Regions from separate parts of the Mus musculus genome. Here regions 2, 3, 4 and 5 are each linked to region 1. The links are chromatin contacts, called in public HiChIP or PLAC-seq and promoter capture Hi-C maps. All regions are on one chromosome and are shown on one strand. Each heading gives the region's core, a stretch centred on a gene start, on an enhancer-like site or on the middle of the called end of the contact. The rest is flanking DNA. Distances are from core to core; before and after follow the strand shown. Region 1 holds the start of Syngap1 (synaptic Ras GTPase activating protein 1 homolog (rat)). Region 2 overlaps Ilrun (inflammation and lipid regulator with UBA-like and NBR1-like domains). Region 3 has its middle 4.8 kb from the start of Pacsin1. Region 4 overlaps Nudt3 (nudix (nucleotide diphosphate linked moiety X)-type motif 3). Region 5 has its middle 20 kb from the start of Hmga1.

The links. Promoter capture Hi-C pulls out the DNA fragments that hold promoters and counts their contacts. HiChIP or PLAC-seq counts read pairs in DNA pulled down with a chosen protein or histone mark.
Region 2: an H3K4me3 HiChIP or PLAC-seq map of embryonic forebrain shows a contact between it and region 1, with 4 times the contacts expected there. The contact joins the enhancer-like site here to the promoter of Syngap1 in region 1. A contact is called at or near these places in 2 of 39 promoter capture datasets (cranial neural crest and liver) and 3 of 115 datasets of contacts at active chromatin or transcription factors (embryonic forebrain, embryonic hindbrain and pancreatic cancer cells).
Region 3: a promoter capture Hi-C map of liver shows a contact between it and region 1, with 2.9 times the contacts expected there. The contact joins the enhancer-like site here to the promoter of Syngap1 in region 1. A contact is called at or near these places in 9 of 39 promoter capture datasets (the 3T3-L1 cell line, the SN4741 cell line, cranial neural crest and 4 more) and 5 of 115 datasets of contacts at active chromatin or transcription factors (astrocytes, bone marrow-derived macrophages, epiblast stem cells and 2 more).
Region 4: a contact with region 1 is called in a promoter capture Hi-C map of 3T3-L1-derived adipocytes, with 2.8 times the contacts expected there. The contact joins the enhancer-like site here to the promoter of Syngap1 in region 1. A contact is called at or near these places in 8 of 39 promoter capture datasets (3T3-L1-derived adipocytes, the C10 cell line, the SN4741 cell line and 4 more), 2 of 484 Hi-C or Micro-C datasets (both in cortical neurons) and 1 of 115 datasets of contacts at active chromatin or transcription factors (astrocytes).
Region 5: a promoter capture Hi-C map of liver shows a contact between it and region 1, with 2.7 times the contacts expected there. The contact joins the enhancer-like site here to the promoter of Syngap1 in region 1. A contact is called at or near these places in 6 of 39 promoter capture datasets (the C10 cell line, cranial neural crest, hippocampal neurons and 2 more), 2 of 15 datasets of contacts at CTCF or cohesin (embryonic stem cells and pro-B cells), 4 of 484 Hi-C or Micro-C datasets (the N1E-115 cell line, cerebral cortex, myocytes and 1 more) and 10 of 115 datasets of contacts at active chromatin or transcription factors (astrocytes, bone marrow-derived macrophages, cardiomyocytes and 7 more).

What each region holds. Positions count from the first base shown.
Region 1 is chr17:26,938,801-26,945,041 of GRCm38.p6, forward strand. Syngap1 (synaptic Ras GTPase activating protein 1 homolog (rat)) reads left to right here and starts at 2,450. Exons shown (of 19, transcript NM_001281491.2): 1 at 2,450-2,718; 2 at 5,833-5,954. The coding sequence starts at 2,652. Cuta (cutA divalent cation tolerance homolog) reads right to left here and starts at 738. Exons shown (of 7, transcript NM_026307.3): 1 at 651-738; 2 at 517-568; 3 at 84-292. The coding sequence starts at 558.
Region 2 is chr17:27,794,978-27,801,218 of GRCm38.p6, forward strand. The region is part of intron 1 of Ilrun (inflammation and lipid regulator with UBA-like and NBR1-like domains); the gene reads right to left. Among named protein-coding and RNA genes, the nearest start is that of Ilrun, 22 kb to the right of the region's middle. Within about 2 kb of position 2,749, at least 164 of the 459 cell types and tissues checked have an H3K27ac peak or open chromatin away from gene starts, as enhancers often do. A contact at or near this core is called in embryonic forebrain, liver and pancreatic cancer cells, where this site is marked.
Region 3 is chr17:27,647,649-27,653,889 of GRCm38.p6, forward strand. No RefSeq gene overlaps it. Among named protein-coding and RNA genes, the nearest start is that of Pacsin1, 4.8 kb to the right of the region's middle. Within about 2 kb of position 2,768, at least 36 of the 459 cell types and tissues checked have an H3K27ac peak or open chromatin away from gene starts, as enhancers often do. A contact at or near this core is called in bone marrow-derived macrophages, liver and pancreatic cancer cells, where this site is marked.
Region 4 is chr17:27,598,278-27,604,518 of GRCm38.p6, forward strand. All of the region lies in intron 1 of Nudt3 (nudix (nucleotide diphosphate linked moiety X)-type motif 3), which reads right to left. Among named protein-coding and RNA genes, the nearest start is that of Nudt3, 22 kb to the right of the region's middle. Within about 2 kb of position 2,609, at least 12 of the 459 cell types and tissues checked have an H3K27ac peak or open chromatin away from gene starts, as enhancers often do. A contact at or near this core is called in 3T3-L1-derived adipocytes, where this site is marked.
Region 5 is chr17:27,533,466-27,539,706 of GRCm38.p6, forward strand. No RefSeq gene overlaps it. Among named protein-coding and RNA genes, the nearest start is that of Hmga1, 20 kb to the right of the region's middle. Within about 2 kb of position 3,511, at least 7 of the 459 cell types and tissues checked have an H3K27ac peak or open chromatin away from gene starts, as enhancers often do. A contact at or near this core is called in liver, where this site is marked.

The sequences.
Region 1 (6,241 bases), core at 1,200-3,699:
AGATCAGAGTGTGCACGACCCGGAAACAGCACCCTTCCCCTAACCCCAACGCTCTCTCTAGGTCATCTGGCCGAGGTCCCCACCTGGCGATCTCCTTGGCGACTTTTTCGTTGGGACAAGTGACAAAGGCTGCAGAGACTGATCCTGGAACGTAGCCGGAGCCCGAGGCCGGAGGGGGCTGGGACGGAGGGCTTCCAGAAGCCATTGACAGCAGAGCTCGGGGTAGCAACAGAAGGCGGGAAGCCACCGGCAGTAGCGCTGGCATCCAAAGAAACGACAGGAGCAGAGTGGCCTGGAGCAGGGGGGAGGGCGGATTCAGTGTCCCCACAACTGCCCCAGGAAATTGCACCTGGGCTGCCTTCTGGGGCAGACACCAAGCCTCTGCGCTGCCTTTTCTGCACCAGGAAGAAAAAAAAAAATGTCCCTGAAACTTAAAAGAAACTTGGGACAGCTCCTCTGTTCCGCTGCAGAAGCTGGGTGAGACTTCGAGACCGGAAAAGGCGGGGCCAGACTCACCCCTCCGCCGAGCAAGACGCCGGGCGCCCGCCCCCAGTTCATGCAGCCCGCGCTGGTAGAGAAAAGAAGAAATCAATGGCCGCTCATTGCACGGACGAAGGACCCCGAGCCCCGGCGGAGCGGCCGCCTCTTACCTGCAGTAGCCACGTGACGCGAAAACAGTGTGCACCACGTGACAGGAGCAGCCCTGCCTTCCCGGAGTCTCCAGACCTGGCCAATCCCGGCCCTCAAGTGGCCCGGTAGCCCCGCCCTCTTAAGTGGGCGTGGCGTCGAGCCCTCCGACCAATCGGCAGCTTTATCTGAGGTCGTGCGCCCCAGCGGCCCGCCCATTTCCGTGAATCCTCAACCGGTTGCTGGCAGGGGAACGCCGCTGCGGCGACCCGCCGTCACGTGATGAGGCCTGTCCTTTCAGGCGGCGCCGCCTCAGGAGCAGCGAGCGGAGGCCAATTGCTGGCCGGCCTCGCGGTCCACGTGACGTGAGACCTGGCGACCCGCGCTGTCGCTGCGTCAGGCTGGGGCCGGGGAGTTGTCCTGAGCTCCGGAGTGTGCCTAGTAACAGCCCCCCTCCCTCCCCGCGCTGACAGGCAGCCTTGGGTGGGGACAGTTCCCCCCACCCCCCGCCACCGCCCTTGCGTTAGCACCGAGCTGAGAAGCCAGCTGTCCCTGGGTAGGGGGCAGTGATCAGGCAGGCTCAGACCTGGCACTGCCGTGGCTGGGAGAGGAAAGACACCTTTTCAAAGCACTGGGTGACACCTGTAAATGGGCTAGTGGGTGATGGAAGATACCCAGAGCCCAAAGCTTCGGACAGAGGCTGACAAATGAGTGGAGAGGAGAAATGAGAGTTGCAAGTTAGAGTTCAGAGTGTGACCCTGTTCTTTCCCCCTTGCTGACTCTTCTCCCCAGGACTGGCCCACCTCTCGGTCTTGGGTCTCCTTACCTTCATCCATTCCCCCAAGGAACCAGGACCTGCCCTACATAACCTCCCTGGAGCCTAAACACATCCAGTGACCCAAAAATGGAGAGGGGACCAGTGAGAGGACAGAGAAGAGGGTGGAGACAGCAGGAAAAAGGGCCCTGCCGCCCAAATATTAGCCCTCCCTCCAAGGTCTGGGGTCCTTGGCATGGGTGGCTCCTGTTAGGCTTCTGCATTTTCTTGAGTTGGGGGGGGGGTTCTCAGAGATCCTTGTGTGTGTAGGTGAGGGGTTGGGGGTCCAATATTTGGGTCCTGTGGGGGTGGGGGTCCAATATTTGGGCCCTTCCTAGGGTCTGGGTTACCTGGGGAGTTGTTTCAGGAAATTGAACCTCGCAATCGGTCACTAACTCACATCTTTCAGATGTAATGTATTTTAGATCTCTATGTGGTCATCTTCATCTTTGGGTCAGCCGAATGTCTCCTCCTTCATCCCCAAGTTTGCAGTTTCTTTGAGATACGAATGTGGGGTTTCTTACCTCTAGCTAGATTCTAAAATTTAATTCTGGCCTGGGGCACTTTCTAATATTGGCTTCATCTTTTTCTTTGGGTCTAGGTCTCTGTTTTGGGTCTCCCAAACTACAAGTCCAGGGTTCGAATAAGATTAACATGGGTCTGGAGAACCTTGCTGACACTAGAGTCTCATATTCTGGTCCCTGACTCCTTTCTTTAATTTAGGGGGTGGGGTCTGAGCTCAGAGGTCTCTTTCCTTCTAGATTTGGATCTGTGAGACCCAATTTGTTGAGTATGGAGGTGGGGGGGGGGTGAGGTGGTGAGTATCTTTCTCTGGGTCTGGGGTCTGTCTGAGGGTCTTGGGTCAGCTTCTACGGGACTTCCCTGGTGTGTATGAGTCAGGGGTCCCTCGTTCTCTCCTTTTCCGGGTCTCCCTGGGTAGGGGTGGGGGCTGCAGTCTCTCCCTCCTCCTCCTGCTCTCTCTTCTCTAGCTCGCTTCCCCCGCCCCCCCTCTCTCTGCTGCCGCTGCTGCCGTTGGCTCTTATTCTCCTCCTCCTCCTCCTCTCTCCTCCTCTCTGCTCCTCTCCGCTCCTCTCTCCTCCTCTCTCCTCCTCCTCCTCCTCCTCCACCTCCTCCTTCTCCCCCTTTCTCTCCCCCTCTTTCTCTCTTCTTTTTCTCCCCCCGTCCCCCCGCCCCCTCCCCCTCAGGCCTGATGAGCAGGTCTCGAGCCTCCATCCATCGGGGGAGCATCCCCGCGATGTCCTATGCCCCCTTCAGAGGTACGGTGGTGGTAAGGGGAGGGGAGGGCCAAATGGGGGGGCAAGAGGGGGAGGGGCAGCGGGCGGGGGAGGGCCGGGGCCACCGAGGGGAAGGAGCGGCTGAAATGGAGGGAGAGGGGAGGGTCGGGAAGGCAGAGGTGGGAACAGTGGGAAAGGAGGGATTAGAGGCATAGGGGTAGGATAGAGGGGCTGGGACACGGGCCTTTTCAAGGGGGCTGAGGGGAAGATGATGGAGGGGAAAGCGCGTCAGAAAGGGATGAGAAGGGAGGACTGAGTTTGGGGAAAGGCTGCAGAAATGGTTTGGATTTGGGAGCAGAGTGAGGAAGAAATTACCAAGGAAGTAGAGGCATGGTCTTGGGAGAGGGTAGGGGGGAAATGAAAACACAGGCGGCATGAGAGACCAAGAAGGTGGGAAGGGAATTTGGTGAGGGGCTCAGGGTGGTAGGACTTAGGAAAAGAGAGGAGGATGGAGGGAGGGAAGGGGCCAGATGGAGAAAGAAGGTGGCAGTGGGGGGGTGTGGGGGGTCCAGATGGAGGGAAGAGAGGAGAGAGAAAAAGGATTGGGGGAGGGGACACCAGAGAAGGGGGAGGATCAAGTGGTTTTTTTTTTTTTGGTTTGGGGGGGGGGATGCAAGTAAGATTGAGGGGTGGGGACAAGGGCCAGATAAAAATCCTGAGGGTAACTGGCCCTCATTAGGACTCTGGAGAAGTGAGATGCAATCCCTGAGTCTCATTTGCTTTCTTAATCGCTTTGACCCCTTCCCCCACCCCACCTCTTCTTTCCAGTCCCCCTCCCTGCCTCTGCTGTCCATCACTTATATCTTTCCCCCCATATGGTGTCCGTTTCTTATATGAGTCCCCCTTCTGTTCTTCCCCTGTATTGGTCCCTATCTCATATCTCTTCTCTTTCCCTCCCTCTCTTCTAATAACTACCTTAATACACCACTGCTGCTCCTGGGCCCCGTGTCTCAGATCCCCTGACAGGTCTCTCTCACTCCCTCTGCCCCATGTTGGCTGAAACCTTCTGGTCCATTCCCTTGCCCTAGGCAAGCAACCACCATCTTTACCATCTTCCTTTTCTCTTAGGTTCACGCTGTTACTTGTCCCTCAGCTCACCCTCTGTTTCCTATCCCACTTCCCATCTTGTCACATGGTCTGTGCTTATTTCCTCTTATTCCCCAACCTGGTGATTCCTCTCTTCTTGTCCCCTCTGCTTCCTGGGGTGATAGAGATTGGGGGGGGGGGTTACCAAAACACAGGTTTTGATCGTTGGAACAGGGCTCTAAGGAATTCCCCCATCTTGGACCCTTGTGGAACTTCTCATTCCAGTAAAAATTTCCCATTTCCCTGTCCTCTGCCATGTTCCATTGCTTCCTAGGGTCATTAGTATTCTTAACTATAGAATCTCTCTGTGTGTGTGTGTGTGTGTGTGTGTGTGTGTGTGTGTGTGTTGTACCTAAGCTAAGATTCCCTGTGTCCCTTTCCTGTTCCCAGTAGAACAGTGTCCCTTGAGGTCTATCCTGCTTGCCCAGCTGCAGCCTAGAGCAGCTCCTCTGTTGTGTTTTGGTTATATGTATTAACAGATTTTTCCCCTGGATACACCATGCGTTGAGATGTACTAGGCCTCAAGTGTTTGTGATCTAAGTTATGGAAGGTTGTTGTTGCTATTGTTGTGCTGGGGCTTTGAATCCTAGTGGGGTTTTTTTTGTTGTTGTTGGTTTTTGAGTTTTTTGTTGTCATTATTGTTTTGGTTTTTTTCCCCGACCACTGAGCTATAATGACCAACCCTGTCAGTGACCTTTGATATTTAGAAAATATGAGTAGAGTTTCCAAGAAAGCATCGAGACAGTGAAATTTTGAAAGCATTGTGAGGTCTAGGCACAATTCCCAGGTGTTTATCTTTCTGTCTGACCTGCAATTTGGGTAAATTTGAGAATGGTGGCCATCATCAGTAAGGGGATGGAGTTTCCTAAAGTTACTCTAGGGCCTGGAATGAAGCTCAAAGGCCAGTTCTCCTGAAACATGCCCAAGTTAATTACCCTGCACAGGTGATAGCCCTGGACTTTTCTTCCTGTGAACATCCTCCAGTTGATCCCTTAAGCCTAGTTTTATCACTCCAATATCACCAATCTAACTCTTCTGACTCCCTGAAGGCCTTTCCTTCACTGTGTCCCCATAAATGGTATGTGGCAACGATGCTATCGAGACAGCAAAGATGGAGCACCTGAGTGTGCATAACTGTTGATCCCATTTTTTTTTTTCTGGAAATTTGTTTATTGTCAGATTTCATCTTGGGAAGTTCCTCTGACATGAGGTGTGGCTGTTCCACTCTTTCCTCCACTCTTTCTAAGTTCCTCAATGTGCCCAGTGACAGCCAGGTGCGGCTGTCAGCTTGTAGAGTTGGCTCCTCCCTATCTATGAAGATTGGGTGGGAAGAGGAGGGCTGACTCCGGAGCCTGCTGTGGACAGAGAGGCCAGACCAGTCTTTGGTCATCGGAGCAGATCCCTGATCCCTGCACAGCCAGATGCAAAGACGAGCTACCTTCCCCTTGGTAACGTCTCCAAAAGGGTGGCCAGGGTAGGAGTAGGGAATTAAGGGAAGAAGAGAGGGGAGGCCTCACGCCTCTCTGAACATATAAGACCCCCCCCCATTCCTTTCTTTCTTCTTAATTGTTTAGTTCTCAGAATCTCATGACTCAAATATGCTTCAGTGCACCATCTTCTTTTCCACAGCTGGGTACCTCATATTCTCCTAAATATGTGAGGCCGCATCCATTGTAAGCAGCTTATTAATGCCCTTCCTCTCTGTGTCTTTTGCCAGTTTCATAAATCTCTACCCCTCAACACTAGTGAACAGGCCGAGTTTTCCCCCTTCTACTGCCCCTAGTAAAGTCCCTCTCTGTCATGTGACTAATTCTCATCTTTGAAGCCACGCTCATCCCCTTCCTGGAACCTCCCATGATGCCACTCAGCATGAAGGACCATCCCCCGACCCAAGACCTCTCCAGGCGGGTGGTGCCCCTTTTCCCTCTCTGCAGACTCTCCTTCCCACTTTAGGTTTCTACACCCAGCGTATAGACCCTCCCTCACTGTCTGTGTGTCTCTGTCCCCCAGATGTACGGGGACCCCCTATGCACCGAACCCAATACGTTCATTCCCCGTACGATCGTCCTGGCTGGAACCCTCGGTTCTGCATCATCTCGGGGAACCAGCTGCTCATGCTGGATGAGGATGAGGTGAGCGGGGTGAGGAGGAGGTGGGGCAAGCGGAGAAGACTGACCACGGAGAGAGGACGATGGGGAGAGTCCTCTTCAGTGAGCGGGAGAGAGAGAGAGAGAGAGCCCTAAGAACAGGAAGGAAAAGAGACAGGAGGTGGGAGGAGGGCGGCCATTGGGGTTGTTGTACACAGCCAAGGTGTTAAGAAGATAGACAACCTTTCTTTGACTTCCACTAGAAGGTCTTTGAGGCCATTGGAAGTGCTGCGGAGGAGCTATGGTTCTGAAGTCGTGAGGGTGCCTACTGA
Region 2 (6,241 bases), core at 1,499-3,998, 860 kb after region 1:
CTACCTTCATAAACAAAATGAGACAACCCCTCAAACCATTTCTTTACTGTGCATGTGTAAGTGTGGGTGCGGCATGTCACATACACAGGTGGAGGTGGGTCAGACTCAGGTCACAAAGCTTAGTGGCAAGCATTCATACCCACTGAGCCATCTGGACAGCCCAAGTTCCACATTTAAAAAGCTCTTATGTATGTATGTATGTATGGATGGATGCATTATGTATGTATGTATGTATGTATGTATGTATGTATGTATTGTGTTCTTAGTTCCTACAGCAGGTATGATTACACACTACTCTTGGCTTTATTACTTTGACAATAGGTCTTGAAGATATTTCTGTGAGGAGTGAGTAGTCTCTGTCAAGACTGAGTAGTCTGTCACAGGTGAGTCACTGTAGGGTAAACCACCACTTAACCAATTACCACTGAGTGCTTCTAAACTTCATCTTTCGCAGTTTCAGCATCCATTACCCTGTGTATCATCTACAGTCAGCCCCTTTATGTAGCACTTCATGGAGAGTCTAGATCTTCACTCTGGGTCCAGCCTTCCCTCAGCAGACACAGAGCAATGCTCATAGCACCTGCAGCACACCTGCTTCCCTCTGCTAGATCTCGGCAACGTGACAAATGACCTATCTCACTGACATCTTAAGAATCTTTGCTGGGTGTGGTGGGTCAAGCCTGTACACACTCAGGAGGATGAGGTGAGAGTAGTAGTTTGGAGCTAGCCTCAGCTAAATATGGTGGCTGTCTCAAAAAACAAAAATATTCTTTTTAAGAAGTGACCACTTTTTTTATATGTGAGCTGGGTGCTGGTGAAGAGCTGAGATTCAATTCCCAGCAACCACATGGTAGCTCCTAACCTGTAACACTAGTTCCAGCGATCTGAGCTCTGAGGGAACCAGGCATGCTTGTGGTATACATATGTACACATAGGCAAAACACTCATGCATATAAAATAATCTTTTAAAATGTTGAATAAGAATTATGTGTGGGGCTGAAGAAGTGGTGAGCGAGTGAAGTCCCTGATGCACAAGCAAGCCTGTGAGTTCCGATCCCTAGACCCCATGTGGAAGCTAGGCATGGAAGGCAGAGCCAGGAGGGTTTATCTCAGGGTGAGTTCACAGAGAGACACCTTGTCTCTAAGAGCTAGGGAGGGCTGGGTATGATGACACAAGTCTTTAATTCCAGCACTTGAGAGGCAGTGAGGCAGGAAAATTTCTGTGAGTTCAACACCAGCATGGTTCATACAGCCTGAGGTTCAGGCCATCCACGGCTACATAGTGAGACCCTGACTCAAAACAAAACATTGAAGAAGGACAACCATCTTCCCATCTCTGGCCTCCACACAAACCAGCATGTGTATACATTCACACTCGAGAAAGACTGAGGGGAGGGCACACCAGCCTCTAAACCTTAGGAATGGAGTTAAGATGATGAAGAGTTCAAGACCAACCTGAGCTACAAGAAACCCAGTCTTAAATCAGAAAAGGCAAAGGAAGAAAGCAAATTGCCATTTGTAACTTCTTTCTCCATTTGATTAGCTGCTCCTAAGGAGCCATGCACACAATCCAGAGTCCTCCGAACAACAGCATCTCGCCAGGGCTGGTTCACAGCTCCAGTGCCTGAAACCATAGGCCACAGAGGCTGTTTAAATAAATATGTTGGGGATCAAAGGCTCTTCTGGTGATGATATTATGGGATGTTCTTCTGGTCTTTCATCAGTAAGCTCACCACCAGCTCTCAATCTGCATGCTTCTCGGCAAAGGCAACCATGCGCCATGAAGCCAAGCACAGACACAGCAATGTGTACACCAGGAGCAGTCGACACTTTCTGGCTAGGACCTCTGTGACTGCAATGTGTACACCAGGAGCAGTCGACACTTTCTGGCTAGAACCTCTGTGCCTGCTTCTCCAGGTGTTTGCAGCTGCCAGAAAGGCAGGCTATACTTAGAGCAAGGATCATGTAATGGTGGTTCGTCACACTAATCAGTGAGGACTGGATTACGACACCAGCTGCCTGCCTGTCCCATGTGCTTGATGAAATTTACATGGAGCAGAGCTGGGCCAGTAGCCAAGCTGCACCTGCTCACTCCCTGCTGCATACAAAGGCTTGGACTTCAGTCTTTTCAGCAGTTCCCTTTGGAGATAACAATGATCAAAACCATACATACATAGCGCCTGGTAAACCTAAGGCGGCCCACAAACAGACTCCAAGGCACGTCAGCCATCAGCCCTACCCTTAAGGACTAAAGAGCAAGCTAGAGAAAATACTTTCAATTTGCTCATTTGAAAACATTTAGTAAAAGTTGTGTCCATTTTTAGAATAAAGACTACTTTCTGCCTTGGTCTCTTGCAGGGTCCTCTGCTAGTAGGGACAAACTCTTGCACATTCAAGAGAATTGGCAATTCTCCCAGCAAATTGTGTCCTGTGTTATCTGTGGGTGTGTCGCCAGGTCAGCCTCCCTGAGCACCGGAGACGGCACACTAACAAGAGCCACGCTCCCTTCCTCAAGCCCCTCCACATCCCCAGTTCATCCCACAGCCAAAGCAATTCCTCACCCACACCTGCTTGGTGCAGAACTCAGCCAGAAAAGACCAAGGGCCTCGTAAAGCCGAAACTTCAAATGAGTGACCTGGAACAAAGGGAGGTGGCCGAGCAAATCACTTCCTAGACACAAGGCAGAGAGCCGCCTGCAGCCATCAGACACGGCTGGGCACGCCTCCTCAGGCTCCAGTCAGATTATTGCAGATCCTGGGCCAGCAAGAGCAAGACTAGCTCAATCAGCTCCCACTCAGTGCCAGCATGTACACGCCTGTCTCCAAACACACATTCTGCTGCTGGTCACCAGGAAGAAAGAACACTGCCTGCAAGAAAGCCTCTGCCCCAGTCTTCCTCAGAGCTTCTAGGCTGAAACAGTCTTCAATATAAGTTCAGTCAAAAATATTCTGAAGATGTAGGCTTTGATGGCACACGCCTTTATTCCCCTCCTTCCAGAGGCAGAATCAGTGGATCTCTGAGTATGAGGCCAGCCTGATCTACAAAGTTTTAGGACAGCCAGGATTGTTAGAAAGAGAAACTCTGTCTCAAAAAATCTTCTGACAAAGGATGGATGGGCAGTGGGGAGGGTGGGATACCATAGGACTGTTCCTGTCTGGGAACTGTACCATGGGATGACTGAAATACTCTGTCACTACCACAGACATTTTTTTTCCAGACAAGAGTCTCATTATGTAGCTCTGGCTGTCCTGGAGCTCAGATAAATAGACTAGTTTGGCCTTGAACTCAGAGACCCAGTTGCCTGAGTCCCAAGTGCTGGAACTCAGTACCAGGAAGGTAGGGGCAAGAGGACTATCACAAGTTCAAGGCCAGCCTGGGCTACAATAGCAAGATTGTACACCCCACTCACCCAAAAAAAGTTACAATTGAAAATGCTGTATGAACTTTGAAAAACTAAGTGTGTGTTTACATGAACGCATGAATGTACCGCTGCCGGAACAACGTGAAGATGAGAGGACACCTTGTTAGACCTAGTTCTCCCCAACACCATGTGACTACGGATAATGAACTCCAGTCCTCAGGCTTGGGAGCAAGCACTGTTACTCACACACAGGGCTGGAGACACGGCTCAGTGGTGAAGAGCACTTGCTGCTCCTTCAGAGGATCCTGGTTCAATACCAAGCACCCACTTTGTAGCTAACACACTCTGTGTCTCTGTGTGTGTGTGTGTGTGTGTGTGTGTGTGTGTGTGTGTGTTTTACTACACAGATTCAGGCAAAATACCCATACACATTAGAAAACATAAGAACTGAAACTACAAGCTGGGCATTGTGCTGCATGTCTGTAAGCTCAATACACGAGAAGCAGAGACAGAAGGAGCAGGAGTTTTAAAAGGCCAGCCTCTGTTACATATCGAGTTCAAGATTATTAACCAGGGCCACATGAGACCCTGCCTGCTCTCAGGTACAGGGAAATTTAGATCAACTAAAGCAAAAGGAAACATCTAGTCAGACATGGGAGTTGATGTCTGTAGTCGCAGTACTCAAAAGGCTATGGTAGGGGGACTGTCAGGAGTTTGGGGCCAGCCTGGGCTACACAGTAAGTTCTAGGTTACTAGACTGAGCTACAATATGAGACACCAGTCCCCCAAAAGCAGAGAGGATATGAAGGGGATTGGTAAGATGGCTCACTAGGTAAAGGCATTTGGTGCCAGGCCTGACAATGTGCTAGCCACTACAACCTGACTAACAGAAGGAGAGGCCTGCCTGCCTCCTGACAAGCACTCCTTTGACTGCCACATGAGCTGTGGCTACTATGTAGTCACACACATGCACACAGTAAATGCAGAGGGCAGGGATGGAAAAGAAAAGAGAGAAAAATCTACAGAGTTAAAAAAAATGCTTTTCGGGGCTGGCAAGATGGCTCAGCAGGTAAGAGCACTGACTGCTCTTCTAAAGGTCCTGAGTTCAAATCCCAGCAACCACATGGTGGCTCACAACCACCCATAATGAGATCTGACACCTCTTCTGGTGTGTCTGGAGACAGCAACAGTGTATGTATATATAATAATAAATAAATCTTTAAAAAAAAATGCTTTTCTTGGGCAGAGGGAACAGCTCAGGGGTAGTGTTGAGTATACACACAGCCATAGTCTTAACCCCAGTAGTGAAACACACACACACACACACACACAAAAGAAAAAAAGAAAAGAAAAGAAAAAAGAAAAACACCAGGCCACTAAGCATAAAACACTCATTCTAATGACATAGTGTGCAACTGTAAGGAGGACCACAGCCTGGCAGGATTAGCCCTGTGGAGCCCCTATGCTGTGGAACATATGCTCTACCCCCAGTGTGGCCGTCCTCTGCTCTCGGACACACACACCAAGGCACACTGCAAAGGGAAATCCAATTAGTTAGCAGCAGATCTGCTCTGGCCAGGCCTCCTGTCTGCTTTCACTCGGGTAGCACTCGAGTCTGAGGAGAACAAGGCCCAAGGCAGGAAGGCACTCCTCCTTCCTGTGAAGATGGAAGTGCTCCGGAAGCAGGGGTCCCCAGAAGGACCCTGTAATCTGCCTCAGTCAGTCCAGGTTCAAGCTGCTAAGTATTAAGATGAATTTGCAGATGGAAGCCACATTGTTACAGGAACTTATTGCAATGCAAACCTCTGAGGCGAAGTCTGAGGGCGGTGCTGTGTATGTGCACTGCACTGTGTACTCAGGAGGACAAAGGCAGACTGTGCATGTAACCTGAGGCTGCACTCTGCTGAGTCACTTCCGTCACACACCTCGGGGTCCAACAACTCACGTTTCGGTCAAAAGAGCAGGTTTAGAATAACTCCTTGTTTTGGTCGCTGGATTTAATTTCCTGAAATGATTTACAATCGCTGTATCTATGGTAACTACAGTTTCTGGAAATTCTGAGCCACTGTGAGGAGACAATGTGGATTGCCCCAAACACCACAGGATGACCGCACAAAGCATGTCCAGACACAGCGCTCCTTACACACGGTTCTGGTTTGTCATGAAACTCAGATAGTGAGTTATGGTATGAGCAGATAAATCTGCAACTAAGCAGAATTTCAAACTGATTTGATCCTAAGACTGTCAAAGAGGTGTTTCTTGGTTTAAAAAATACAAAGGTTTGATTTTTTTAAAGTTGCCAAAAAGTATCTGAATACACAATTTATCCTATAATTTAGCTGTTATTGCTGTAAAAATTAGGAAATATAATAAAGGCAGAATTTATGGGCTTTGCTAAGAAATATCATATACCTTTTACAATCTCTTTGATTAAATGTTTCTGTTGTGTCTAAGAATTCCTGCCTGTGAGATCTTGGGACACTGTGCTTCCCATAGGGACCAGCCTCAAAGTGGCTTAGTTTCATTTCCCCTGAGGAACGTGCCGGCTGGCCATGCCATCTCTGGAGATGATATGAAAGCAAGCTCTGGCATACACATGTCCACATAAGAGAACATCCACAGAGGAAGTAACCAACCGTATGCTTGTCTCCAAGCTTTAAAAAGGTAAGTTCTATAGTGTGCAACACACCCAACGCTAGCTACTACACTAACAAACCCGGAGCAGGCCACTCACCTCAGCTGCAAGTGCAACCTGAAGTCAGTGGATATTGGCCACTGCACGGTGGTTATGAAACAAGTAACTTTAAAAAGCTACATACAGGCAGGGCGTAGGGGTGCAGGTCTTTAATCCCAGCACTCGGGAGGGACTGGCAGGAGGAT
Region 3 (6,241 bases), core at 1,518-4,017, 710 kb after region 1:
GATAGCTGTGATTTAGAGAGAGAGAGAGAGAGCTCTACAATTAAACAGGAAAACTGGGCTTGAGACCCACTGATGTCCCCAGACATCTGGGCAAGTCACTTGTGGTGGTTTGAATATACTTGGCCCAGGGAGTGGCACTATTAGGAGGTGTGGCCTTATCAGGAGGTGTGGCCTTGTTGGAGTAGGTGTGTCTCTGTGGGCTTTGAGGTCCTCCTCCTAGTTTCCTGGAAGTCGGTCTCTCCTGGTTGCCTTCAAATCAAGATACAGAACTCTCAGCTTCTCCAGCACCATGCCTGCCTGGATGCTGCCATGTTTCTGCCTTGATGATAATGGACTGAACCTCTGAATCTGTAAGCCAGCCCCAATTAAATGTTTCCCTTTTATAAGAGTTGCCTTGGTCATGGTGTCTGTGCACAGCAGTAAAACCCTAACTAAGACATCACCCAAGCTTGTAGCCAAGAACAAGGGTGTTCGACCAAATGTGTCCTCTATGGCCATAAGATGCAGGTCTGGAGCAATGGGCTCAACATCAACCCAGACCATTTCCTTATCAAAATAAGGTGGGTTTCAAAGTAGCACTAGGTGTAATGGTTAATCTTTTTTCTGGGAGGCAGGAGATGGAGACAAGATTTCTCTGTGTAGCCCTGGTTGTCCTGGAACTTACTCTGTAGACCAGGTGGTCTTGAACTCGCAGAGATCCGCCTGCCTCTGCTTCCTGAGTGCTGAGATTACAGGCATGTGCCACCACACTTGGCAAGACCCCGTCTCAAGTATAATATTGAAAGAAAACAGCACCTGGGAGAGACTGGAGACACAGCTCTGTGGCTGGGGTAACACGGTGGGCAGGGCTCTGTGGCCAGGTTGGTAAGGCACATGCTAGCATGCAGGAGCCCTGGGCTTGATCCCAACTCAGTAGAGATGGGGCTGAGGTGTGCACAGGTGTAATCTGTGTGCTGCTGAGGAGAAGCAGGAGGGTCAGAGGGTCCTCAGCACCAGGGCATGTTCAAAGATCTCTTGTGCTACACAAAAGCCCGTGTTAAAGCAGCAAAGTTGGACGAGGAGTGAGTAGGGCAAAGCCCTGGTGGGTCTACTTCCAGGTCCCTTAACTAAAACCTGAGGACCCAGGCTGGACATGGGCGTGCCGCCCAAGAGGCATGACAACAGAATGAGGGACATTAGACAGAGACACCCGCATCAGGAATGGTGGTGCATGTCTTTGATCCCAGCACTAGGGAGGCTGAGGTAGGCAGAGCTCTGTGAGTTCAAGGCCAGCCTGGTCTATATAGTGAGTTCCAGAACAGCCAGGGCTACATAGAGAATCCCAGAAGAGGCCATCAGATCTTATTACGGATGGTTGTGAGCCACCAAATGGTTGCTGGGATTTGAACTCAGGACCTTTGGAAGAATAGTCAGTGCTCTTACCCACTGCGCCATCTCTCCAGCCCCCCCCCCCTGTTATTTTTGTTTTTAAAAGGCTCAACAGTACATAGATTTGTATCCACCCGGAGCTGGTACAACAAATGTGTTCTCACTGCCAATACACTTTGTGTGGCTTCAGGCCCAAGGCAATAGATCCAGCCGACCCTGGGTTGAAACCACGAGCCAAAAGAAACCCCTTCTCCTTTGAAATGGGTTCTCTCGGGTGTTTGTCACAGTGAGGAAAGGTTAACAAACTGTAGTAAGAGGTTAGCCGTGCACCAAAGCCTTGGAATGCGGCAGAAACAACATCCTTTCTGAACTACGACTATTTTGTTTTGTCTGATTCTTTGAGGCAAGGTGTTGCTCTATAGCCCAAACTTACTTGAAACCCTTGATCCTCCTGTCCCAGTGTCTTGAGCTCTAAGATTTCAGGTGTGCATCATCATGTCAACTCCAAGTGTTAAGGTTAAGAGCACATGAGATTGAGAGTGGAGCAGCTAAGCAGCTAAGGGTGCTTGCAGCCAAGCTTAACGACCTGAGTTTGATCCCCTGGACCCCTATGGTGGATGGTGAGACCCAATTCTCAAAAGTTGGCCTCTGAGCCCAGCAGTGGTGGCGCATGCCTTTAATCCCAGCACTTGGGAGGCAGAGGCAGGTGAATTTCTGAGTTCGAGGCCAGCCTGGTCTACAGAGTAAGTTCCAGGACAGCCAGGGCTACACAGAGAAACCCTGTCTTGAAAAACCAAAAAAAAAAAAAAGTTGGCCTCTGACCTCTATATACCCACTATCCCCTCCCTGACACAAATAAATAAATAACTTAAGGAAAGAATAAAATCAGAGGTACAAGCCTGAGGGACCTGAGTTTGAATCCAGGAGACCCCATAAAGTTAGATAGAGAACCAACTCTATGATATTGTCCTCTGACCCCGCCCCCAACACACACTGATAATAAAAAAAAAAATTAAAAAAAAACAATAGGGGCTGAAGAGCTGGTTAAGAGCACACACTGCTCTTGCAGAGGACCGGGACACAGTTCCCAGCACCAAGTGGTGGCTCACAACTGTAACAGCTCCAGTGGAGTAGAGCGCTGTCACTGGGGCAGTGGAGGCAGGAGGATGAGAGGTTTAACGCTATCCTCAGCTGCATAGTGCGTCCAGGCAGTCTAGGCTACTACCGAAGACCTTGACTAAAAAAAAAACGTAAATCTAAACCCAAACCAAACAGGAATTCCGCTTGTAGTTAAGGTACTGTACCACTAGGTGGCGAGGGCGTCCAGGCCATAGCCACAGGACCGCAGCGACGTCGAGCCCTCTGGCTTGAAGTAAGCACCTAGTCCAGTCTGCTTTTTCTTTCTGCCTCAGTCCTGCCTGGATTGGATTCACAGCTCCAAGGCTTTCCAGCTGTGTGACATCACACAGGCTACCTAACCTCTCTGGCCTCCATATCCCAGCCTGTACCATGATGGTCAGTAATTACAGCGTCCCCATGGTTCCTATGCCTCAAATTCAGAAAGAACCCGGTACAGGGACGGCTCTGTTTGTTTGTGTGTCCTGGGTAAGCTGTCTCCGGGGTCCTAAATCTGGGTACCCCTAAAGGTTAAGGGTTTCATGCAGGAGGTGTGGTTTCCAGCCATAAGTCAGTGGCAGAGAAACCATTGCAAGGCTCCTGACATCTGGTCTCAGGGTCCAAGGTGCGGCTGGCAATCGTCCCTGTCCACCAGGCAGGTGACTCACTGTCCGAGAGCTTGAAGCGAGCTGACGGCGCCATGAGGAGAGAGAGCCGGAAGGCCGTCCCTCAGCACTGCCCATTCCCACGTCAGGTTGCTGAAAGGGAGCGTAGAAAATAAAACCCTGTCCTAGGCAGCCTAGACCCAGCCAGACTCCCGGATCCATCTTGCCCAGCCTCCAAACAGGACTCAAGGTGGCAAGGACCAGATCAGAGCTCAGAGATCTGTTTATAGCCCCAGCTCTGTCACTGAAGTGCTGTGTGACTTGGAACGAGCCTCTTTCACTCTCTGGGCTTCAGAATCCCATCTACCCACAGTGGGATAGATCCCTGGCCTTCCTTTTCAAGCTGTGGAAAGAACAGGGGTGGTTGGCCTGGAGGTGTGGACAGTGCCTGTTGAGCATGCGCAGAAGGCTCGGCAAGTAAAGGTGCTTGCTGCAGATGCCTGGTGGCCTGAGTTCAATCCCGGCTCCTGGAGGAAGAACACTGGCTCCCAAAAGTTATCTTCTGACCTCCATCCACACACCGTGGCACTTGTGCTCAAACACACATATGGATGCAGGGCACACACACAATAATAATAATAATAGATAATTGTTAGCCAATATGGTGGCACATGACTTTAATGCCAGCACTTGGAAGGCAGAGGCAGGCGGATTTCTGAGTTCGAGGCCAGCCTGGTCTACAGAGTGAGTTCCAGGACAGCCAGGGCTACACAGAGAAACCCTGTCTGAAAAAATAAAAACAACAAACAAACAAACAACCCAAAAAACAAAAACCAACAACAACAAAACCGCAAACTGGGCATGGTGGTGCATGCTTGCAATCCCAGCACTGTGGAGCGAGGGTAAGGGTCAGAAGTTGGACCTCACCTGCAACGGCTCAAGACCACCATAGGAAGATACACATGACTGTCTGAGGGAGAGAAAGAGAACTCAAAACGGCTCTCCTTCCCCCCCCCCTTTTTTTTTCTATAGGAAGACAGGGCAACTGGAGTCTCCCTTCTGCCCGGCCCCCTCTTCCAGGCCTAACACGCAGTATCAATTACCAATCCATTATTCATTCATTGATTTATTTATTTCCGCGCCTTTCAGTGCTGGCCTGCCTTTCTGTCCCTACGTCTTTTGTGTTTCGCTGGCATCTGCAAACCCCTCAGGACCAGCGCTGTCTTCCTTCTGCGTGGCCCAGAGTCTGAGGGAGGATGGACCAAGGGAGGTTCAGGGCTCTGGGTGGGAAGGACAGCCCCATGGAAACATACAGGGGTCAGATCTCCACGGGGCTGAGAGAACGTGAGGCCAGGACACGAGAGACGTGGGAAATGCTCAGAAAAGGAAGAGTTGCTGTGCCGGAAACGGAGGGCATCTGTATTGAAGCAGAGGCGCAAAACGGGAGGGAGGGTGGGGGAGGTACGCGGAACAGGAAGGGGTCGGGGCGGGGCGCAAAGCAGGAAGGTGGGTTAGGTTCACCTTGGACAGGCAAGCAGAAGGTCTGCAATTAGAAAGTCTACAAGGAAGCTGGTCTAAATTGGGAAGTGTGGACATCCCGCGTCAGTTCCCGAAACATTTTATTTTAGGTTACACAGTGTGTGTGTGTGTGTGTGTGTGTGTGTGCGCATGTGTTCTGAATTCAACCCCAGCCACACCTCAGCTCTGCACAGAGAGCCCCTGGCTGCCTTCTGTCTTTACCCTCTCTCCTCTCTACTTTTGTTTGTTTGGTCTTTAAAAGAGACTGCTTTGTTTTTTAAGGCATGTGTGTCTGCTCAGGACTCTGCGCACACGCACACGGGTGCAGGTGTCTAATGAGTCCTGCAGAGGGCGTGAGGATGCTCTTGAGTTGAAGTTACAGACAGGTGTGAGCTGCCCCATGTGGGTGCTGGCAACCAAAATTAGGGCGTCTAGGAGAGCAGTAAGTTATCTTAACCACTAAGCCTCTCTTTGTTAGTTAGTTAGTTAGTTTGTTTGTTTTGTTTTGTTTTGTTTTCGAGACAGGGTTTCTCTGTGTATCCCTGGCTGTCCTGGAACTCACTCTGTAGACCAGGCTGGGCTCAAACTCAGAAATCTGCCTGCCTCTGCCTCCCGAGTGCTGGAATGAAAGCTATATACCACCCTACCGACCTCCTGTTGGATTTTTCAAGAGGCCCAAGATGACCACAGACTCCTTCTGGACCACTGGGGTTACTACAGGCCTGAACCACTGTCACCAGCTATGTCACCAGCTATGTGCTGGGGGCCTAGGGCTTTGGGTGTGCTCAGCAAGCACTCAGCTAACTGAGCCATGTTCTTATGCCCTCCCAGTCTCCTGACGGACCTACAGCTCTGTGAAGGTTGTGCTTTCTCCCAGCCTCCGGCTTCTCTTCCCCACTCTATCATAGCCTTCTATTCAACCCTCCAAATGTCTGACCGTCTAGGGATATATCCTGTCTGGGAAGTTTGGGGCTGTGGACTCCACTGGCTTTTTTCTTAAAAGTATCATCATCTTCACCATCATCACCACCACCATCATCATCGATGCCTCTCTGCCTTCTCAGCCCTCACACACACACACACACACACACACACACACACACACACACACACACCCAGCCCCCCAGGGCTCCAATTTGTCTCCATGAAAATACTTTACTGTCTAGCATGACAATGACAAGGGGAGGGGCAGGCTTTTCTAGCCTTTCCCTCTTCACACCTCTGTGAGAACCTCTGTGGGGAATCAGCCTCTTGATGTGAAAACACTTCTGCCATAAGGGGTGCATTTGCACAGCCCTGGGAGAGAGCACTGGCTACTCAGACCGTTGTGGTTATAAATTCCGAGCAGCAGGTGGATACTCCACCTCCCTTGTTTGGTTCCAGCCATCATTGAAACCATGAACAGAGCCCCGTGTGTGTCCGTGGCTCCCCTACACCCCAGCCACTCCACCAACAGCTTGTCACACGGTTATCAAGATAAGGCGACTGAGTCAGGGTGTTCCCCAGACAGCTGTCCCACCCTCGTGAGCCTCACAGCCTTGCCTGGGGCTGATGGTAAACTCCAGGTTGGGGTGCGGGGAAATAGGAATCAGGGTGCTCAGGCAGGCCTGGAGGGTGGGCCTCATCAGCCCCAG
Region 4 (6,241 bases), core at 1,359-3,858, 660 kb after region 1:
CTCAGCAGCAGGCACTCACATCAGGTAAGTCAGCATCCTCCTCTGGGCTCAGCTGGCAACACATTCATGTGCACACACACAGGCATGTACACATAGACTGAAAAATAAAAACTTACATCTTGACAGATTATACTTTTACTACTTTGGACTTCACCAGCTTTCTGGTGATGGCAGAAGCAGAAGTGGACACGCTCTAGTTCCCCCACTCCCACCCTCTGCGCTGCTAGGGGAAGGTGCACATCCTTCCAAAGCTAAGAGTGCTGGCTGTCTCCCACAGGCCACTTTCTGGTGGTGACTGAGCCTCCTGTCCTTCGGCCCTCAGAGAAGCCATCCCATCTCCCTTCCACCCCTGGGGCTTCCTGGAAATCTCACCGTCATCCTTAAATCCCCCGTCCCTGTCATAACAGTCTCCTGCTGCTGACCCAGAAAATCTGTCCTGTCCAGACTACAAGGAGACACAAAGTCCAGAAAGTTCCACAAGTTCCTATGCAGAGCCCATACTAACCTCAGGTACTTAGGAAGTACTACCTTGGGAATGTAAATTCCACTTCGAGCAACATGGCAATGATATATCACACTGGAGCACTATAGGACCTATGCTAGTGTCAGCTGCTGTATGTGGGTGACTCGCCTGGTCACCACCGCCAAATATCCAACAAGAAGCAATGTCAGAAAAGTGGGGCTTTTGTTCTTCTTGGTTTATAGATTGAAAGGATTGTTCATCATGGCAAGGAAGCTGTGTGGTCCCACGCCCATACAAGTAAAAGGCACCACATTAATATCTCTGAGTCAGAAAACAGAGGCTCATGTCTGGAAGGTTCTCAACCCCAAAACAGTCCCCAGCAGCTGGTGCTGATGTGAACCATGCACCTGTGAGGAGCTTCTGCACTGACCCTCCCTCTATACTAAAGGGTACGGAAATGTACTGAAATCATACCCTCCCTCTATACTAAAGGGTACGGAAATGTACTGAAATCATACCCTCCCTCTATACTAAAGGGTACGGAAATGTACTGAAATCATACCCTCCCTCTATACTAAAGGATACGGAAATGTACTGAAATCATACCCTCCCTCTATACTAAAGGATACGGAAATATACTGAAATCATACCCTCCCTCTATACTAAAGGATACTGAAATGTACTGAAATCATACCCTCCCTCTATACTACAGGATACTGAAATCATACCCTCCCTCTATACTACAGGATACTGAAATATACTGAAATCATACCCTCCCTCTATACTAAAGGATACTGAAATGTACTGAAATCATACCCTCCCTCTATACTAAAGGATACGGAAATGTACTGAAATCATACCCTCCCTCTATACTAAAGGATATGGAAATGTACTGAAATCATACCCTCCCTCTATACTAAAGGATACTGAAATGTACTGAAATCATACCCTCCCTCTATACTACAGGATACTGAAATGTACTGAAATCATACCCTCCCTCTATACTACAGGATACTGAAATGTACTGAAATCATACCCTCCCTCTATACTAAAGGAAGCAGAGCAGAGTAACTAATACAGGCCTACCCAAGCCATCTCTGCTGGTGTCAGCTTCACCAAGGACTGCTTTGCTTCCTAGACTTGCCCTGATCACCACTGGTGAAGTGCTTTGCCTGCATGTATGTGTGCATCACATTGGTACCTGTGCCTGCACAGTCCAGAAAAAGGAATCATTTTGGCTGGAGAGATGGCTCAGCAATTAAGGGGCCTGCTCTTCCAGCCCACCTCCTGCAGAACCTGGGTTCAATTCCTAGCATCCACAGGGCAGCTTACAGAAGTCTGTAACTCCAGTTCCAGGAGATGCAAAACTCTATTCTAGTTTTCTGTGGGCACTGCATGCACATACAGGCAGGCAAAACATGTACTCGCATAGAATAAAAATTAGAATTTTAAAAGGGGAGGCATCAGATGCCCTGAAACGGAAATAAGAATAAGAAGCACTTAGGAGCCACCACGTAGGGGCTGGGAACTGAACCCAGGACCTCTGGAACAACAGCCAGTGCTCTTAACCGCTGACCTTCTTTCCAGCCCCTCTGAGGACTTTACTAATATGGTCATATCATAATTTACTTCACTGGCCTTCTTGTTCATTTCTTTTCTATTTGGTTTTTGGTGCTGGAGTCCAAAACCAAGCTCCTCTGTGTGCTGTGTCCTGGCTGAGCAACCTATCATTGAGTCACGGCCCCAGGCTTCTGGACAGAGACCTTGGGCACTTCCAGCTTTCCTTTTACAGAAGCCATTTCCCAGATGTGAATACAGCAGACTCCATACCCACCCAGCTAATTCTCACGGGCAATGGAGAGCTTACTGTGCAATACCATGGCTTAGTTGCTTTTCTATTGCTATAAAGACATACCATGACTAAGGTCACTTATACAAGAGAACACTCAATTTGAGGCTCACAATTCCAGAGAGAGAGACAGAGACAGACAAAACCAGAGACAGACAGACAGACAGATACACACAGAGGGGCAGACAGACAGCGAGTGCACTTATACTACCTAAGAACAGTGTGGGCTTTTTAAACTTCAAAGCTCACCCCCAGTGAGGCAACTCTTCCAACAAGGCCACACCCCCTAACTCCCAGCAAGCAACATTTGACAACACAGGCCTATGGTGGCAGCCTTGCTCGGCCACTGTATGTGGCTTGCTCTGGAATGTCCCCATGCCATGTTTGCACGGCACCTGGCCCCTGCTTGTGGTACTACCTCCACAATGGCAGAGCCTTCTGGTAAGTTCTGGCTGGCAGAATTCTTGAGGGACATGCCCATGAAGGCTCTGCCACCCCAATCTGACCTGTGTGCTCAGCTTTAATCCTGAGTACTGTGGAGAGCATCTGCCACCGTGTGCTCCAGCCATCTGTCCCTACATGGACTATTCCCACCTGTGAGGATTCCCTGTCAAGCACAGGGTCGCAGTAATATGAAGGAGACAGCTGGACGCAACCACTAAACCTGACCACACTAGTTTGTGTGAAGATGAGGAAGATGTTAGAAGTGCGGGCTGGATATCCTGGCTGCTGGCAGCCTTGCCTGCTGGTTATTCTTGAGAGGGTTAAGAAAACCAGCCTGTCAGACGGCAGGGTGGACAGTGAACACTGCCCCTCAGGCCAAGGTGTGGACTCGGCCAGGCACTCTCATGTTGCTTTGTGACAAATAATCTAAGTTTTGTTCAAAACCTTAAAATGAGGCCGAATTTTAAAAGTGATAAGGCTGCTGATACAGCTCAGTTGGCAGGGTTTGCCCACCATGTGTGCAATGCTAATCTGGTTCCCAGAGCCTCATAAAATCTGAGATAGATAAAGCAAGCAAGCTCATCCTGTCTGCACCGGGGAGGTGGGAAGGTGGGGAGGTGGAGGCTCATGGTTACCCTCTGCGACACAAGAAAGCTTCGTGAGGTCTGGCTTCAACCCCACCCTACCACAGCCAAAACAAACAAACCAACAAACCAACAAGCAAACCAAAAGACTACTGTATTTAGCAGAGGAGAGTCCAGACAAGACCCTCAGGCTATAGATCTATAACTTCGGCCATGGTTGGGGTTTATAGCCTTATAATCTGAAGGGTAACAGAGGATCAGGAAGCTGAAATAGAGTTTGGGAGCACACAGTTACAGCTCTAGATGAAGCAAGCCTCCCCACGCTTTGCCTGGGACAACAGGAAATGTTTAAAAGGTGGGACCTCCCTATGAAGGGTATTAAATACAAACCATTTTCAAAGATGGTGGAGAATGCCTGTAACTCTAGTACTCAGTAAGCTGAAGCGCGCGCGCCAATCTTAAATTTGAAAGCAACATCAACTGTAGAGCAAGTTCCAGACCAGCCTCCGGCAAGACCCTGTCTCAATCAGAAAGCCAAAGGGGCACACTGACAGAAAGGGGCTGCCTAGGAAAATGTCATTCTAGCAAAGGAGGCCCAGCGGCAACTCCAGCTGATGGGACTCAACACGGTCCACATGGTGCTGGTCCACAGGTGCACAGGACTAAAGACTGAAGGACGGGGGCTGGCAAGATGGCTCAGCGGGTAAGAGCACCAACTGCTCTTCTGAAGGTCCTGAGTTCAAATCCCAGCAACCACATGGTGGCTCACAATCACCCTCTTATGGTATCTGAAGACAGCTACAGTGTACCTACGTATAATAATAAATAAATCTTTAAAAAAAAAAAGACTGAAGGACGATAAAGGTTCAAACTATGGTCCAAAAGATAAGAGCGAGGCCAAGCAATGCACTGCGGAGTTACATCTCCTCCAGGGTCCCACGGAGGCTGAGTGAGGCTGCTGTGGATGCAATGAATGTAGGCCTTCTGCTGAGGGATGGAAGCTACAGCACCGAGGGACGTTGGTCCAGGCTATACAGGCTGCAAAGGCCAAAGCCACCACGCGCCCCCAGACACCAGACCCAGAACTAACTACAGAATTTGGATGGCTCTCCTGGGTCCAGTCTCCATGACAATCCTGCTGCTGGCTCACACTGGCAATGTGCACTGTCACCAGACACTGGAAGTCTGTAACACTCTGTTTATATCCTCGCCCCGCACTGTTTTGCTTCTTTGTTTTTGGCCCTCGGGGACCGAGCCTTCATGGGCACAGGCTCTACTACTGAGCGGCATCTTCCTCCTAAGGGTGAACTTTAGAACTGTGTTTGCAATGGTTAAGACTTGAGACTAGTCAGGAGGAACTGAATTCATTTGCATTATAAAGATGGCTATGGTGACCCTTTGGGGGACATGGGCAGAATAGTCTGAGACTACAGGCTCTTGCTTGGTCCCTGGCTTTGCATTACAGTATCAAACACTGGGAGGGCCTTGCCTTCAGCATTAACTCATAAGGACAGGCCTTTCATGCTCTAACCTGTCTGTCTCTATTTCCTGTATTCTCTGCTTCCTGGGTCATTGGTGTGTGAGGGGCAACAGTCCTCACCAGACAGCCCCTGCCCCACCTGCTGTGACAGCCCATAATCTACATCAACAAAGTCAACTTTCCCTCCCAGGATTATTTCAGTCAGGCCTGTGAACTGAAAGGCTACACTCTCCAGACTTCACTAAGGACTCCTCCAGGGCCACACCACCACTACTACAACAACAATACACACCATTAGCAGGGTGTGGTAGCGCACGCCTTTAGTCCCAGCAATGGGGAGGCAGAGACCAGGAGACCTCTGAGTTTGAAGCCAGCCATGGCTACTGTTACCTGGGTCGTTTCCCAAGTTAACCCTGCTTAGTGACTCTCATCATCTACTGGCATTTAAACACTTCCACCCAAGGATGGCAGCTGTGCAAGAGACCCCTAAAGGGAAGGAAATCAGGGCACATTTACGCATGTGCCTGCAGTACTGAGACACAACGACCCTGTGTGCCAGCTACGATGGAGAAGGAAGCAGGCTTGTCACTTAAGGGTAAGGAGCATGCTCAGCTGCTGTGGGAGATTAGGGCATCTTGGCAGTGCGACAGGGCCCCAAAATAGATGCATTCAGTACATATACAGGAGAGGTCTGAGCGGCACGTATTTTTAGTAGCGGCATGCTTACAACTTTTACACGTCCAGGTGAAAATTAACCCAGCCAACAGCCTTCAGAAGTGGCTGCTGCTCCCGCACACTCTCAGAGCCCAGGACTCTGGACATACCCTGTAACCTACTTCAACTGGACATCAAGAATTAAGGAAGAGAGGGCTGGTGTGACGGCCTAACTGGCAGAGAGAGATAGGCCAGCACTTGCTGAGCAAGCTTGCCGATCTGAGTCAGACCCTGGGGACCCACATCAACAGCAGGGCACAGCGGTGCCTATCTGTAATCCCAGCTTTCCTAGACGAACGACAGAGACAGTAAAACTGACCACAGCAGAGCTCCACTGTACAGCAGCATGAGAAAGAACGAGAAAGTGAGCACTGAGGCACACAGCACATATGGACGTGCACGTGCACAGACGACGACGACGACGACGACGATGATAGTAATGTTTCTGGAAATGTACCCCCTGCTGGCCTATAACCTGAGACACAGACAAGCTAGACCCAAACTCACAAAGCTCCACCTGACTGCCTCCCAAGCACTGGGATTTAAGATGTGCACCACCATGCCTGGTTCAATTAAAAAAAAAAAAAACTGAAGTAGGATGACAAACATATTTCAAGTTATTGTAGATGTTCATTTTGTTTTGCTTCTGTTCTTCAAGACAAGGTTGCTCTGGGTAGGCTTTGCTTTACAGATGAGGCTGAACCCGA
Region 5 (6,241 bases), core at 2,261-4,760, 600 kb after region 1:
GACCCTGGTTTGGTTCCCAGTGTCCATATGGTGGCTCACAACCATCTGTAACTCCAGTTCCAGAGAATTTGATGGCCTCTGCTGCCCTCTGCAGGCACACAGGCATACATACATGCAGGCAAACCACCCATAGTTACAAACTAATTTTAAAAAGAAAGAAAACACAAAGAAGGTCTGACTCCTGCTCTGGTTCCCTTGTGTGGGGGCGGCCTCTCACCTCCCTCGCCTGATGGCAGGGGCTGCTGAGGAGCCTGCCCCCTTGGCACTTCTCAACACACTGAACTCAAGAGTTGCTGGCTGCAGGCAGACTCCGCAGGCCAGAGACCTTCTGGAAGGCGCTGCCTCCGCCTTGCTCATCAGCCTGTCCACAGGAGTCCCTTCTCCCTGCAAGCTGTAATGGGTGGTAGAGAGCCACCTGTGGATGCTTGAGTGGCCTGTGAACCCACAAGGGGCCTCGCTGCCTACCCCACCTACCTCCCCTATGCCTGTGTCTTACAACCAATTTATCCCCAACTAGATTACAAATAAATGAGACTCAGACTATGGTTATTTTATTTGGCTTTGACAATGACTGGGGGTGGATAACCCCTAATCTACTGTTCTAACTGCTGGCCTAGCTATTTCTACAGTGTTGTACATCTCTCATGGTGCCTTCTCCCCTCTCCTCCTCGTTCTCCCTCTTCTCCTCCTCCTCTTTAACCAGGTAACTCAAAACCCATCTAACTCTAACCCCTCCAGAAACTGGCTGTAGCCAGTTTTTATTTAACCAATAGGTTTTTGTTTTGTTTTGGTTTGGTTTGGCTTTGGTTTTTGTTTTTTGGGTTTGTTTTTGTTTTGGGGGGGGGGGGGTTCAAGACAGGGTTTCTCCGGCTGGTGAGATGGTTCAGTGGGTAAGAGCACCGACTGCTCTTCCAAAGGTACTGAGTTCAAATCCCAGCAACCACATGGTGGCTCACAACCACCCATAATGAGATCTGATACCCTCTTCTGGTGTGTTTGAAGACAGCTACAGTGAACTTATACTAATAAATACATCTTTAAAAACAAAAACAAAACAAAACAAAAAGACAGGGTTTCTCTGTATAGCCCTGGCTGTCTGGAACTCACTCTGTAGACCAGGCTGGCCTCGAACTCAGAAATCCGCCTGCCTCTGCCTCCAGAGTGCTGAGATTAAAGGCATGCGCCACCACGCCCAGCTTAACCAATAGTTTTAAATTAAAAACACCGGTTGTACAACAAAAGCTGGTAAATGTGACAATCCACTTGATCCTAGACCTTCGGGTACAGAATTTAGCATTGCAATACATAGCAACAGACCAGACCTCAGCACCTCTGTTCTTCCTCCCCACCTTGTGACCCCAGTCCATCCCAAGAACAGGCGTGGGATCGCTTGTTCAGAACAGGCACTGCAATGCCAGCTATGACCACGAGGTGGCAACAGCGCTCCTTGCTGGGACCAAAGCCAGCAGCATCCCAGGCTGATTCTAACAGACTCAGGAGGGCACCGCAAAGAGGCTGTGGGGGAAGCTGAACCACGCGGTGCCTGCCCCGCTGAGACCCAGGTCCCCCAGACTGTAAGGGACAGGCTGGGACATGCCTGGCAGGTCTTTCTGGGGATAACACCTAATGGATACTTGTTATGGGGCGGTACCTGCTGCCTGTCTGTAGAAGAAACCCAAGTCCATTGGTGCCTTCACAGCCGCCTCAAGTTCACCTTTGACCCTCGGGTCTCCCTACCACTCTACACATCTTCCTGGGAAGAAAATTGGAGTTAGGTACCCAAAGGACAAAGGCATGAGATCGTCACAACTGTAGGCCATAGCAGACTCTAGAAGTACTAGCTGTGTGGCCTGGGACAAACCACTCAGCTTTCCTCCTCCACAGAGAAGCACATAAAGGCGCTGGCTGCCAAGCCCGACGACCCCACATGATGGATGAAGAGAACTGACTCCTGCAACTTGCTCTCCGACCAGCACCGGTGTGTCATGTCAAACACACACACACAAGTAAATATAACTTTAAAAGCATTTTTCAATGCTTTATGTGTATAGATGTTTACCTACATGTATGTCTGTGTACCATGTCATACCTGGTGTCTGGTCAGAAGACGGGTCAGAGCTCAGGGAACTGGACGTTCAGGTTCTCTTCTTCCAAAGGTCCTGCCGGGCAGTGGTGGCGCACACCTTTAATCCCAGCACTCAGGAACAGAGGCAGGCGGATTTCTGAGTTCCAGGACAGCCTGGTCTACAAAGTGAGTTCCAGGACAGCCAGGGCTACATAGAGAAACCCTTTCTTGAACCCCCCCCCAAACAAAACAAAAAACAACAAAAAAACCAAAGGTCCTGAGTTCAAATCCCAGCAACCCCATGGTGGCTCACAACCATCTGTAATGGGATCTGATGCCCTCTTCTGGTGGGTCTGAAGACAGCTGCAGTGTGCTGCAGTGTGCAGCTAATAAATAAATAAATCTTTAAAAAAGAAGAAGGAGGAGGAGGAGGAAGGAGAAGAAGAAGAAGAAGAGGAAGAAGAAGAAGAAGAAGAAGAAGAAGAAGAAGAAGAAGAAGAAGAAGAAGAAGAAGAAGAAGAAGAAGAAGAAGAAGAAGAAGAAGAAAAGGAAGAAGAAGAAGAAGAAAAGGAAGAAGAAGAAGAAGAAGAAGAAGAAGAAGAAGAAGAAGAAGAAGAAAAGGAAGAAGAAGAAGAAGAAGAAGAAGAAGAAGAAGAAGAAGAAGAAGAAGAAGAAGAAGAAGAAGAAAAGGAAGAAGAAGAAGAAGAAAAGGAAGAAGAAGAAGAAGAAGAAGAAGACGAAGAAGAAGAAGACGAAGAAGACGAAGAAGAAGAAGAAGAAGAAGAAGAAGAAGAAGAAGAAGAAGAAGAAGAAGAAGAAGAAGAAGAAGAAGAAGAAGAAGAAGAAGAAAAGGAAGAAGAAGAAGAAGAAGAAGAAGAAGAAGAAGAAGAAGAAGAAGAAGAAGAAGAAGAAGAAGAAGAAGAAGAAGAAAAGAAGAAATATGGTGGTTCATGCCCCTAATTGCAGCACTCGGAACGCAGAGGCAGGGGGATCTCTGGGAGTTGGAGTCCAGCCAGGGCTACCTGGATGCTGTTTCAAAAGAGAAAGGAAACCATAGCAGCCTGGGAAGCTCTGCCTTAGGTGGTGCTAGGGACCCAAGCTTGGCGTCACTACAGGGAGTCTGCTGTCGCTTGTTCTGTGCCAGGCCCTCGGCTCTGGCTGAGAATGAGGTGTGGGCGGTTGCTTCCCACTCCAGGATTAACTTGGGCAGGACAGGGGTTGCATTCCTTCACAGAGACGTGGTTTTACTGAAAGGAACCATGGAGGCTGCCGGAAGAGGCTACGACTTGAATGTGGTGGTGTGTTTCTTAACAGTCAAGACTGCCACGGTCACCACTGCCTGTGTGGACTCTACACGCCCGTGCCTGCCCCTTTACCTGTGTTCAGTCAGAAAACACACTCAAGTGCTCTGGGACAACACGCTGCCATGCCAAGAGCTGGGCGCAGCTGGGACAGCTGCTCGCTGAGAGGTCAATGGTCAGGACAAAAGCACACTGACCACACGGCTGAGGTGAGGGCTTCCCAGGGAAGGGTCACAGGAAAGGTCAGTCGTGGACTCAGTGTCCCCACACCCACCCACACTCTTCATCAGACATTTAAGAGTCCTTATTGCTCCTGCAGAGGACCTGGGCTCAGTTCCCCGCATCCACACCAGGTAGCTCTAGTTCAGGGGTTCACATCACCCCAGGATCTGACGACGACTTCTGTGCCACACATAGATTTGTGCAGTTACACACACAAACACAGCAATTTTGTTTTTGTTTGTTTGGGGTTTTGGGGGTGTTTTGTTTGTTTATTTATTTATTTATTTATTTATTTATTTATTTATTTATTTATTTATTTATTTTTAGGCAGGATTTCTCTGTGTAGCCTTGGCTGTCCTGGAACTCACTCTGTAGACCAGGCTGGCCTCAAACTCAGAAATCTGCCTGCCTCTGCCTCCCAAGTGCTGGGATTAAAGGCGTGCGCCACCACTGCCTGGCAATTTTTTTTTTAATCAGCAACAGCGCCTGAAGCAGCTGTGCACACAATCACACAATTATACAATCACAGTGTCCTGGAAGAGTTGGGGCCAGCCCTGCACACAGAGCCCCGTCCCTAAAACCAAATGGACAAAGGCAGCCTGCTCCTCATTAGCCCACACCACCTCCTTCCCTAACACTCTCCCAGGACTTGGGACCTCAGGAACTGGTCCTGATGTCAGCTTTCAATAGTGCACATGTCCGTTTCAAATTAACACAGTTTTATGATGTGCCCTTTAATAAACACCCCACTCTCCTAGGAAGCTGGTCAGGAGAAGTGTGGCTGCTGCTACCTGAGATGATGTGGGGACCCGGCAGGGAGCAGGGGCTGTGGGCTCAGAATCTCACACACACACACACACACACACACACACACACACACACACACACTTGCTGGGACCCTACTGACCAGTACCGTCCTGCAAGGGTTGGCAATCAGCGCTTTGATTTGTTTTCAATTTTTTCAACCAAGGCGCCACGGTGAGTGGGGAAGACAGCTGTCATCTCCGGGAAAGAACTTTCTGACTTCCCACCAAGCATAAATGTATGTTTAGGGCTTTCCCCAAAGCACTTCTGCTTCACATGAAAGAGAAATGTTTCCAAATAAAAATCTGTAGTAAAGTGTCCAGGAGGGATTGGTAGTTTAGCGGGCAGTCTCAGTACTCAGGAGGGTGAAGCAGGAGGATGATTGTGAGTTCAGGGCCAGCCTGAGCTATATTGGGAGCTACATATAAAAAAAGTTAGAGTGATGCAGGGCGGTGGTGGCACAGGCCTTTAATCCCAGCACTCTGGAGGCAGAGGCAGGCAGATTTCTGAGTTCGAGGCCAGCCTGGTCTACAGAGTGAGTTCCAGGACAGCCAGGGATACACAGAAACCCTGTCTCAAACAAACCAAGAAGTTAGAGTGAGACCCCCAAATCAAAATAAATACAAAACGAGTATGGTGAGACTAGGGATATGGCTGGGCTGGTGCAGTGTCTGCCTAGCTCTCAGCAAGCCTGGGTTAGATCCCAGCACCTCACAAACCAGACATGGAAGAGACCTTTAAGATTGCTTGTGAGAAATTCAAGACTGCCAACACTCCATAGAACATAAAATGGCGGGCATGGTTGGTGGGCACTCTCTCTCCCTCCTCGATGCAGATACAGGCCAGATTAGCCTGGATTAAAAGTAGATAGAGGTAAGATTATCAGGAGGCAGCTTTCAGGGGTTCACTGGCCTCTCAGGTGGCGGTCAGCAAAGTCACAAGTCCAGCTAAAGTAAGGGGTTTTGTAGAGCTCAGGCGGGGAATGCTGTCGGCTAGGAGTCGGGATGGTGTCCATACCCGGTCAGAAACTAAGCCATCGGCAGGCACTGGGGGTGCGGGTCCGGAAACCGGAAGTGGGGTTCCCTCGGAGTTTCCAATCGAGCTGGGGAGGTTGCAGGTCAGGGAGGTTTGTCCATGCACCCGGGCTTTGGGCAGATTAAGGGCGGAGAGGGCAGCTGGGGTTTCCCAGCTTCTGCAGGGAGTGAGGAGGGGCCTGACACCGGTGGTGAGCACTTTAATCCCAGCACTTGGGAGGCAGAGGCAGGCGAACTCTGATCTCTGAGGCCAGCCTGGTCTACAGAGTGAGTTCAGAAGCAGCCAGGGCCACACAGAGAGACCCTGTCTCAAAAAAACAAAACAAAACAAAACAAAAAAACAAAAAACAAAAACAAAAGGCAGGCCTGGCGTTGTTGCGTACGCCTTTAATCCCAGCACTCGGGAGGCAGAGGCAGGGGGATTTCTGAGTTCAAGGCCAGCCTGGTCTACAAAGTGAGTTCCAGGACAGCCAGGGCTATACAGAGAAACCCTGTCTCGAAAAAACAAAAACAAAACAAAAAACAAAACAAAACAAAACAAGGCAGAAGGAAGGAGGGAAGGAAGAACATACAAATGTAAAAAGGCTGATTGCTGAAGCAGTCGAGGAATCCCAGAGCTGGGGACACAAAGAACCCTTACCATTCAGTCCTTAATGGTGGCTCCTTCTCTTGTGTGATTTATCCAGTTTTCCCTTCACTTTTTGCGATGACTCTTCTTGCGTGCTTCAGGCTACCTCCAGCTTCAGGCTCAACCTACCCTCCCTCCTCAGCCTCCCATGGCCAGAGGCATTGGCCACTACACCTGGCTGCTGTTC